Linked DNA regions of Mus musculus: regions 1 and 3 are each linked to region 2. Evidence: chromatin contacts called from public HiChIP or PLAC-seq and promoter capture Hi-C data. All regions are on one chromosome and are shown on one strand. Each heading gives the region's core, a stretch centred on a gene start, on an enhancer-like site or on the middle of the called end of the contact. The rest is flanking DNA. Distances are from core to core; before and after follow the strand shown.

Region 1 (3,056 bases), core at 391-2,890, 540 kb before region 2:
CCCTTAGTTCTGGAAGGAGGATGTCAAAGCAGCAGCAACATGGAGTTATTGTTCTGTGTTTCTCTGGGCTTGTGAAACTAACTTGATATTGTGTGCTTATCTTGGGTCTGGGATCCAGCGTTTCAGAGAAGAGAGGAGCCAGATCAATGTATTACAGGGAGCTAATAAGATAACCCTTGCTGTCTTCTGGGCCATGCGATGCTCAGCAGACAACCAGAGCCTAACAGGGCTCCATGCTGTCTCCTGGAACACCCTGTAACTAGAGAAATGTCTGGCTGGCTGGCTTCTTCATGCTTACACTTGATTCATTGTGTCCTTCTGGTGGGAGCACTTTCAACAAGGTCCTGGGTGGTAAGTCCAACCCGACCCAAGTGTGCTACCTGCCCGGAAGCTTGTCCAACTTGTCACCTCGAAAGTCTACCGAGGGTATAACTTTGATGTTTGTGAAAACATTACCCCTATAAGAAGGGGAAGGAATTTATACCACTGTCAACCTTTTCCTAGTAAGCAGATTCTGAGAGGTTTTGGTGGGAGGGACAGTTATGCGCAGGAAGTGACTGAGGTTGAAGAAAGTGTCATGGGAGAGTGGGTCAGGAACCCCAAACCATAAGCTCCTGGAGAGGTCTTTCTTTGATGAATGGCTAGTCTTACTGAACTTGGCTGACAGAGCCATTTCCTTGAACTTAGCATGCAGAGTTGGGTAGACAAATAGGTGGGCATCCTTTTGAAAATTGTTTTATTTTTATTTATTTATTTTGGTCGTTGGGCTCATTAACTGGAGGGGGTCTTTGTAGAGATATTCTAGATAGTGCAGCCTCACCTATTTCCCTGCCTGCCAGATGCTCTCTCAATTTAAGCAACCTCTGGATTTCTTCCTTTGGGCTTCTGAAACTATTCTGATGTTGGCAATGTCTGGGTTATGTTTAGGACATGGCCCAGGACCTAGGGCTTCAGAGACAGTGAAGCAAGGTCAGCCTCTGGACAGATCAGGTTACCTAACAAGCTCTGTGGCATTGGCCATTCATTTCTGTCCTAGGACTAGAAGAAACCTTGGGTTTGGGCATCCTCTAGTGCTCTGTGTAGGATTACCTTGGTTGGTGGGGCTGGACAGGGATTCTAGGTTAGGAATGGATGTATGTTTGGCTGGTGTCTGTTAGGAACACCCAGAAGTGCCTCTGACCGCCTGCACCACATGCCTGCTTGGGAGTATGCCCCGATCCAAGTGCACTTGGTGGCACCATATATGCACCACTCTGCCCTGTGTCTCCACCGCCAGGGTGACTCGAGGAAGCCAAGAAGACCCAGGGGGTGTCTGCAAACGTCCACACTGGGGAAGAGCAGGCGGGCCAGTGGCGGCAGCGTGCGGGGAAGCGCCCCCTGCCCCCTCTGCCGGCCGCTCTACCTTGGTCTAGATGTCAGTCGCGAGCTCCGAGCCAGCTAGCGAGCCAGAGAGGGAGCGGCGGCGGCGGCGGCAGCGGCGGCGGCGGCGGCGGGCCGCGGGCGGCGGGGAGGGGAGGAGGCGAGGAGAGGGAGGGAGGAAGGGAAGCAGGGAGGGCGGGAGGGAGGAGAGGAGGACCCAGAGAGCGCCAGGCAGCTGGAGTTTTTGCAGCGCTTGGCCGGGCTTCAATGCACAGCAGCAGCGAGCCGCGGCGGCAGCAGGCAGCCCGGGAGCTCCGGCGGCGGCCGAGCCAGCGGCGGCCCCGCTCCCTGCCCCCTGCAAACTTTGCGAGCAGCCCGCCCGGGGGGCCGGGGACGCGCCTGGGAGGCTCGGCTTGGACTACGGCCGCGCTCTTGGCCGCCGCAGCGCTAGCCGCCGCCGTCGCTGCTACCACCGCAGCTCCGCGCCTCCCCGGGGAGCTGCCGGCGGCTTCCGAGGCCCCCCAGCCCCGGCCCCTGGGCACTGCCCGGCTAGTCCCCGGCCAGGGTTGGGGGCGACAGCGGCGCAGCCAGCCCCGGGCTGCCAGGGGGTGGCCGTCACTGCCCAGGGAGGCGCGCAGAGGATCGGAGAGCGCTCCCCGGCGGGTCCCCAACGTACTCGCCGCCGCGCCCGGGCAGCGGCCCGACCCGGCTAGCATGGGCGGCGCGGAGTGACGCCGCCGTGCCCGCTTGGCATCAAGGACATTCAGCCCGCGGGGGTGGGGACGAAGGGGGGCAGCCCCGCGTCGCCGCCGCAGCCCCTGAGAGCCACCGCTGTCGCTGCTTGGGCTCCGGGGCTGGATGGAAGCTAGGGGTGCTTGGAATTGATCTTCATTTCCTGACCTTTTTGTTGGACATTACGCCCACCTTGGACGCTGCAAGAGGAGCTGTCAAGCCCGGCAGGCTCTGATTTGGCCCCCTCCGTTTTTCTCTGCTGCTCGTGGCTTCCCCGTGCCTCGGTGGAGTATTTGCGTTCGGGGCTGGGGCTGGAGGAGGCAGCCACACGCGCGCACACGCACACGTTCAGAGGAGGGCGAGAGGCAGCGGTACAGGCACCATCTGCAGTGTCAATGCGGCGCTGGGGCTGAAGGAGGGAAACGCCGCGCTTCCAGGTAAGGAGCCGCCGGCCGGGCACAGGGCCAGCTGGGCAGAGCGGGCGGAGGTGGCGAGTCCGGTCCCGGAGTCCTCGCCTGCTCTGAGGCAGCCCACTACACACACACACGCACACACACACACACACACACACACACACACACACACACGCAAAACACAAATCGCGTGCGCGCACACACACATACTCACACACAGGCACACACTGCGCTCACGCACCTGCCCACGTCCCACCTGGACACCCGCGTAGGTGCATCGCAGCCGGAGCAGGGATTTCCCGTGTTCTTCTCCTCTCCGGACCTAGACTTCTCTTCCCCAGGACTTTCAGGGTGGGATTCAGTAAATGACTGACTCTCCTATCCAGCCTGGTAGGATGAGGGAACGATTTTGCTGTTTCTAGCTCCTTTCATTTCCTAACTGGTTTTTATAAGACAGGAGAAGTCATGGGAGGTCTTATGAGACCCGCCCAGTGCAATTGTGCCCCTTAGCTTTTTGGACACCCGGAGATTTTTTGCTTTTAAATAGGAGAA
Region 2 (3,264 bases), core at 74-2,573:
GAGGAAGCGAAGTGTCAGGTGACAAAGGAGCCAGGAGGTGAAGCAAGATGAAGGGTGGGCTTCTCTTCTCAGGTTACTCTTGGGACCACTCAAATATGGTGACTTGGCTGTTCGTTCACTAACCTCAAATTAAGCTTCCTGGCTCCACAGCCATAAGTAAACCTGACCGACCACTCACATCACTCATGCTTGGCTTACTTTGGAGTCTCCTGGAAGTTGCTTTGGGTTTGGTTTTCATAGTTCTACTTCAACATCTCTCCAGGTGAGTCGGTCCCCACCTATACAGTTGGACAGAAGTGATACAGACAGTAGGAGTGAGGGTGATGAGCTATTATTCCTTTGTCCTCGTCTAACTGGGCAAGCTACAACACCAGGCAGTCAGGCTTTTTGTTTTTGTTTTCTGTGCTTTGTTTTCTTACTCCAGCCCTACACAGGCAATGTTCTACAATACTAATGCTACAAACAATGCCCTGTGCAACCTAGTGCAAAAACAAAACCATCTCCCTACCGCTGGGCATACTGCACAGGTGTTGTGAGTTCACAGTGTCTCTCTGCAGCTGACCTGGACTTTGGCCAAATATTTGCCCAAGTCTCTTCTTAACCCCACCTACCATAGCTCCCCACTTGAGGTAACCAATGGCAAGAGTTCCTTGTAGCATAATAACTGCACAAAAGCTCATTGCCATTTCTGGGGACCTGATGTCCAAAGCTTATTGCAAACTCAACTGTTTTCTATAGTGAGATGGCTGGTCCCCAGCTCACCCTGCATCCAAGGCACACAGTGTCCTGGAATCTAGCCACGTTTGTCAGCTTCTCTGGTTGCCTTGGCTGCGGGAATGAGGTTCTTAGCAAGAAATCTTTCCTAGCTCCAACCAGTGGACCATCACAGACTCTTTGTGACCGTCATTCTTCACTTCCCATTCCCATTTTATAGAGTAAGAACATAGCATATGTATCCATTTGATTTAAAGAGATCAGCATCCTGTGCCCAAGGATTTAGAGTAGCAGAAACCCTCATCCTGAGGTCAGATGTGATCCCTGCTTCTATTGGTTTGTGTCTGTTGGTCCTGCTTCTACTCTTTTGTGTCAACAGACAGAGATGCTTATAGTCTGACGTATCTCATCCCAACTTCCAGGTCAAGATGAGTTTCCTTAAAAGGTCGGGGCATGACACCCCAAGCAAGGAGGGTTAAGAACTCTACAGGGTAAACTGAGGGAATTTGTTGTCAATTTTCTTGCCTGGTTTCCAGAGAGGAAAGAGGAGCCCATCCTCTAGCTGTAAAGGAGGGTCTGTACTTCAGCGGTGAGTGGCAGGCTCAGGGTGGGGAGAAATCTCTATGTGCTTAGAGTCACCATCAGCCAACTGACACATCTGTGCTATGACATCAAGAGTTGACTGAAGACAGGGCAATTCATCTTCATGGAGATTGTTGCTAAGGCTTGCATTTCAAATGTATGAGAAAGTTGTGACCGTTTGAAGAAATAGAAACAAACAACAAAAATGCCCCACACAAAAGGATTTAGTTATCTAATACGTTTTTATTGCTGTTTGTTGGTTTTGCTGACTTGAGATGGGCCTCCCTCTGTAGTTCTCTTTGTCTTTTCTGGAACTCCCTGTATGGCCATAATGTATAGATAGCAATCTTACCTCCTCAACTTCCAGAGTGCTAGCATTCTAAGTGCAAGGGAGTCTGATGGAAACTTGCACACAGGGAACAGACCAACAAACAGCATCCGAGAGGCCTTTTTCAAGCTCTGAGCAGCCCCTGCTTGTCCCCAGCCCAACTCTGGGTTTTTGCATTGGTTTTCAGACCCCTTGGGTACAGGCAGTTCCAGGCAGCTCCAGCCAGAATCTCTTCTCCTACCTCCAGGCGCTAATGAGATGCAGAGAGGGGTCTGCAGTCCTGATGGAGTCCTTTGCAACTTTTGTTGCTGCTGCTTTTGAAAATATCTTTCTCTAGTCCTCTGCCAACAGTTTGTTAGCACGTGGCCTGGGTGAGTGAGTGGTTTTTTTAGCCCTCAAGACAGTATGATGCTCTCCTCATCTCCTCAGCCTCCAGTAGAGACATCTCCAGATTTTTGTCCACTGTGTCCCTAGGCAGATGCTCTGGAGCCTCTCCAACAGCTCCTGACACATATACACCAGACCCCTCCCTGGCCCCAAGTCCAGGGAGCCAGGTGTTAAATCCCATACTCCACAGAAGCAGTCTTTCCCCATCTGTCTTGCAAAGGTGTGAATGGGTTGACAGAAGATGAAGAAGGGGGGTGGGGGAAGGAGCGAAACTAGCATCCCTAGCAACCCCTCCCATTAGAACAACACCATCAAAACACACACACACACATACACACTCACACACATGTGCACAATTAGTCAGCCAACATCAACCATAGCCATAGCCAACAAACTAACTCCAGACCACCTCCCACTCTGGGGTGTCTAGAAAGAGTTAAATTTGGACTCTGGCCTCAGCTGACCCAATATGAGACTCTTCATTCTCAGTACATAAACATCCTTTTGCAATTATTGCCAGTCAGCCTCAGTTTTCCAGAAGAGCAATATGCCTGTTCATACCACCTGTAACTTAACACCCAGCTCACACAGGACCATTTCTTTTCATGAGACTCAGTAGAGTTAAGCTTTCAAGTGGGCCCTTCTAGGCAGGTGTTTCTGGCTTTATCTGCATAGCCACGATGATCAGCCACCTACCTACTCCAGGAAGGCAGCGTCTGCCTCTATGTGGCTTCCCCTCTTCCCTGCCTTTGCTAATAAAGTTCTCAAACACACACTTCTGCTTCTCAAGCAAGCTACAATAAACCAGCCACATGCCATGAGCCACATGTGTACTGTTTGCCCAAAGCAGAGTACTCCCTAGCCAGGGTCACCTCATCCTGACCACCTCCCACTTCTGGACACGTATCCCATTCTCCTGAACCTCACTGGGCATTCATCTTCACTGTTCCATGTCGGCACATGTCTCCTCATATCCCTCTCTTTCTTCACTTATACAATAATGACGTGCTTCATCCTGAGTTAGTGGGGAGCTCGGGCTTCGGGGGAATTCTGCCTAAAATACATTTTACAATATTTATTTTGTGGCGTTGGTTCTATTTGGGCGAGTGTTTACATAGCATGCTTCCTTCATTTCTTCTTACCGCAAATTCTCGGCATCTATCTTGCAAAGGTGTGAACGGACTTGACAAAGCACAGAGAAAGGAAGAGAACAGAAATAATCTGCATGTTCTTACTGCCACGTCACAGCCACT
Region 3 (2,944 bases), core at 166-2,665, 650 kb before region 2:
CTCTCTCTCTCTCTCTCTCTCTCTCTCTCTCTCTCTCTCTCTCCTTTAATGTATGACCCCCTCCCCCACCCCAATCACTTAACTGCCTTTTACAGATATGGGCCAAAGTGTCCCCTTGGTCTCTTGCTCCTTCCCCATTTCTCCATGCCCACCCACCAGGAGCTGCCTGCCACTAAATTGCCATGCCAGCAATTTTCTCAGCCGCTTAAAAGGCCATCAAGACAGCATCAAACTGCCTGTACATGCTAAACCCAAATGGCTATGGAGCAGAGCCCAGAGAAGGATGCTAAATTGGATTCTATCAAATCAACATCAGCTGCGTGCAAGCCGCCGATAATGAAAGGCTCCTAACGATGGCGTTCATCTCTCTAAAGAGATGACGAGGAGCTGAGAATGGATGGCTGTTGGCTCTTGCTGAAGAGAGGTGGAGGCACCCAGGATGGGCCCTGTGATCGATGGCCTTTGGTGGTTACCAGCAGGAGGGAAGTCTGTAGCACAGGAGGAGGATCGTTCTCCATTCTCAGAATGGGGACAGATGTAGGAAAGGTATTGGAAATCCTCTGCACATTTCACACACACAACGCACCCCTCTCCCATCATGCCCTGCTCCCACTGGCCCTTTACTTATCCTCAGGCCTTCGATGGTGACTACAGTCAGGAGGAGAATAAAATGAATAGTCTAGGGTCTAGTTTGGGGTCTTTCATTTTCCACTTGAATCTCCAGCTTTGTTCTGGATTATATCTTCTTGACCTGTGTGTTCGTCTCCTATAGCTGCTGTAGAAAATGGCCACATACTCCTGGCTCAAAACAACATAGATTTATTAGCATATAGTTCTTAAGTGAGAGGCCTCATGAGTCCCGCCATGTACTGAATAGCATGTGGATAGGGCTGTGCTCATCTCTGAGGCCTCCAGGAAGGGTGGCTTTTTTGTTTTTATTTTCTAGCTCCCAGAGATCACCATCATTGACTCATGGCCCCTCCTCCATTTTCATTGTAAACATGACATCATGTCCTCCCTCCCTTCTATGGTCACTTCTCCATAATCTAGCTAGGAACGGTTTTAAGGCCTCTGATGATGAGGATGGATCAACTCGGACAATCAAAGGTCATTCTCTATGTCAATGGCCTTGTCTTCGACAGTATTGGCCACTTCACTTTGTGATATTAGGGGACACCTATGTGTGGGCATGTTTCAGGAAAGCTCTTGATTTTTTTTTCCTGTGTAGTGTGCTGAAGCTTTTTTGTTCACATGTTCACATTCCCTTCTTTTGGCTGAAGCGCCTGGTGATCAGGCAGTAGCCAGATGGGACCAGCATTCCCAGCCTGAGCTGCCATGGCCACAGCCAGGCAGCACCGAGGAAGTGGCATATGTGGTTATCGCTGCCAAGGTCTGTGCCAGCTGGAATGTGGAGTGAGAGGCCTGCTGGATGGGGCTGTCTTGAGTCTCCTTCCTGACAGTAGGGAAGCCAGTGATGGTGCTATTCAGTCGATGACGCTTCATGCTTTCAAAGTCACATCGACGAGGGGGCGTGTGCGGCTTGGTGGACCCATGCTGTAGACGCTGGCTAAGTCAGGATTAGTCAAGGACTGCCTTGTTACTGGTGGTTTCACAGCCAGATCTGGAACTCTGAATTTCTACCAGTGCTTTGCTCGTCTGCAGGAAGCATCTTGAGATGGTGTAAATGGCTTAGCTTGGTAGAGGGCTCAGCAAGATAGCACAGCATCTGTGCAGACAGCAGACAGACAGCAGGAAGCCGCACGTGCCTGGGTGTCTTAGTCAGGGTTTCTATTGCTGCAATAAAACACCATGACCAAAAAGCAAGTTGGGGAGGAAAGGGTTTATTCAGCTTACACTTCCACATTGCTGTTCATCTCCAAGGGAAGTCAGGACAGCAACTCAAGCGGGGCAGGAACCTAGAAGTAGGAACTGATGCTGAGGCCATGGAGGGATGCTACTTACTGGCTTGCTTTTCCTGGCTTGCTCAGTCTGCTTTCTTATAGAACCCAGGACACTAGCACAGAGCTGGCATCACCCACAATGGTCTGTGCCCTCCCTCACTGATCATTAATTGAAAAAAATCCTTGCAGCTATATCTCATGGAGGCATATTCTTAATTGAGGCTCCTTCCCCTCTGGTGACTCTTGCTTGCATCAAGTTAACATAAAACCAGCCAGTACATTGGACTTCTTGTCACAGGTAGTACTCTGTGCTCCAGGCTTCTCACCTGCTTGTGCAAGGTAAGATTTCTGTATACCACCAGTCACACAGTACTGTGTCTGGCAGGGTCTTGCAATGTAGTGACTGGTGAGTTTGTAGGACATCAAGAAGCCTACTTCCTACGAGTGTCCAAGGTCTCAGGCTCACCTTTGCTATTTTCTGACCAAGTCAACTCTTGACCGGTGTTAAAGGTGCTCTCCCTCCTGCAACTGGCAGGGTGAACCTTTGTGAGCAAGTCCAGGCTTGCTACTGAGAATCTTCAGAACTGCCTCACAGTAATCAGGCTAATGCTTGTGAATATGCGGCTACACTGGATCACAGGAATAAAAGCCATTGTCCCGGGGACTCCTCCAGTGAGTGAATGAGACCCCCCTCTAGTTCTCCTTTTGCAGGTGTTATTTCATAGGTGCATCTGATCACTGGCAAGTATTTCTAAGCACACATGATGTACTCACAGGGAACACTTAGAGCCTGCCATCTGACTAGCTTGTGTCCAAACTCCCACCTCTCCTACATTCTGCCCACAGGCAGCAATTCCTAATCACTAATTGGCCCCAGGAGCTGTGGGGAGTATGTGGAGAGAAATTGGCAGTGGAGTCTCTAGCAGAGGGGGTTTTGGGCAATTTACTCTATTTGTTTGAGTCCTAAGCTCTTCGTTTATAAAGAGGGGTGATGGTCATTGCAAGTTCTTATCAAGAGTCTGTTTCTGTATCAGGTCTAGAAG

The links. Promoter capture Hi-C pulls out the DNA fragments that hold promoters and counts their contacts. HiChIP or PLAC-seq counts read pairs in DNA pulled down with a chosen protein or histone mark.
Region 1: an H3K4me3 HiChIP or PLAC-seq map of embryonic forebrain shows a contact between it and region 2, with 5 times the contacts expected there. The contact joins the promoter of Plxna4 here to the promoter of 1700012A03Rik in region 2. A contact is called at or near these places in 12 of 39 promoter capture datasets (the 3T3-L1 cell line, the C10 cell line, HPC-7-derived erythroid cells and 7 more), 1 of 484 Hi-C or Micro-C datasets (cortical neurons), 4 of 115 datasets of contacts at active chromatin or transcription factors (embryonic forebrain, embryonic hindbrain, forebrain and 1 more) and 1 of 9 other capture datasets (adipose tissue).
Region 3: a contact with region 2 is called in a promoter capture Hi-C map of hippocampal neurons, with 2.0 times the contacts expected there. The contact joins the enhancer-like site here to the promoter of 1700012A03Rik in region 2. A contact is called at or near these places in 5 of 39 promoter capture datasets (hippocampal neurons, liver, maxillary cranial neural crest and 1 more) and 1 of 9 other capture datasets (adipose tissue).

What each region holds. Positions count from the first base shown.
Region 1 is chr6:32,586,776-32,589,831 of GRCm38.p6, reverse strand. Plxna4 (plexin A4) reads left to right here and starts at 1,640. Exons shown (of 32, transcript NM_175750.3): 1 at 1,640-2,528.
Region 2 is chr6:32,048,347-32,051,610 of GRCm38.p6, reverse strand. It overlaps 1700012A03Rik (RIKEN cDNA 1700012A03 gene), which reads right to left and starts at 1,323. Exons shown (of 3, transcript NM_029587.3): 1 at 1,240-1,323; 2 at 1-278.
Region 3 is chr6:32,701,007-32,703,950 of GRCm38.p6, reverse strand. No RefSeq gene overlaps it. Among named protein-coding and RNA genes, the nearest start is that of Gm32007, 45 kb to the right of the region's middle. Within about 2 kb of position 1,415, at least 16 of the 459 cell types and tissues checked have an H3K27ac peak or open chromatin away from gene starts, as enhancers often do. A contact at or near this core is called in hippocampal neurons, where this site is marked.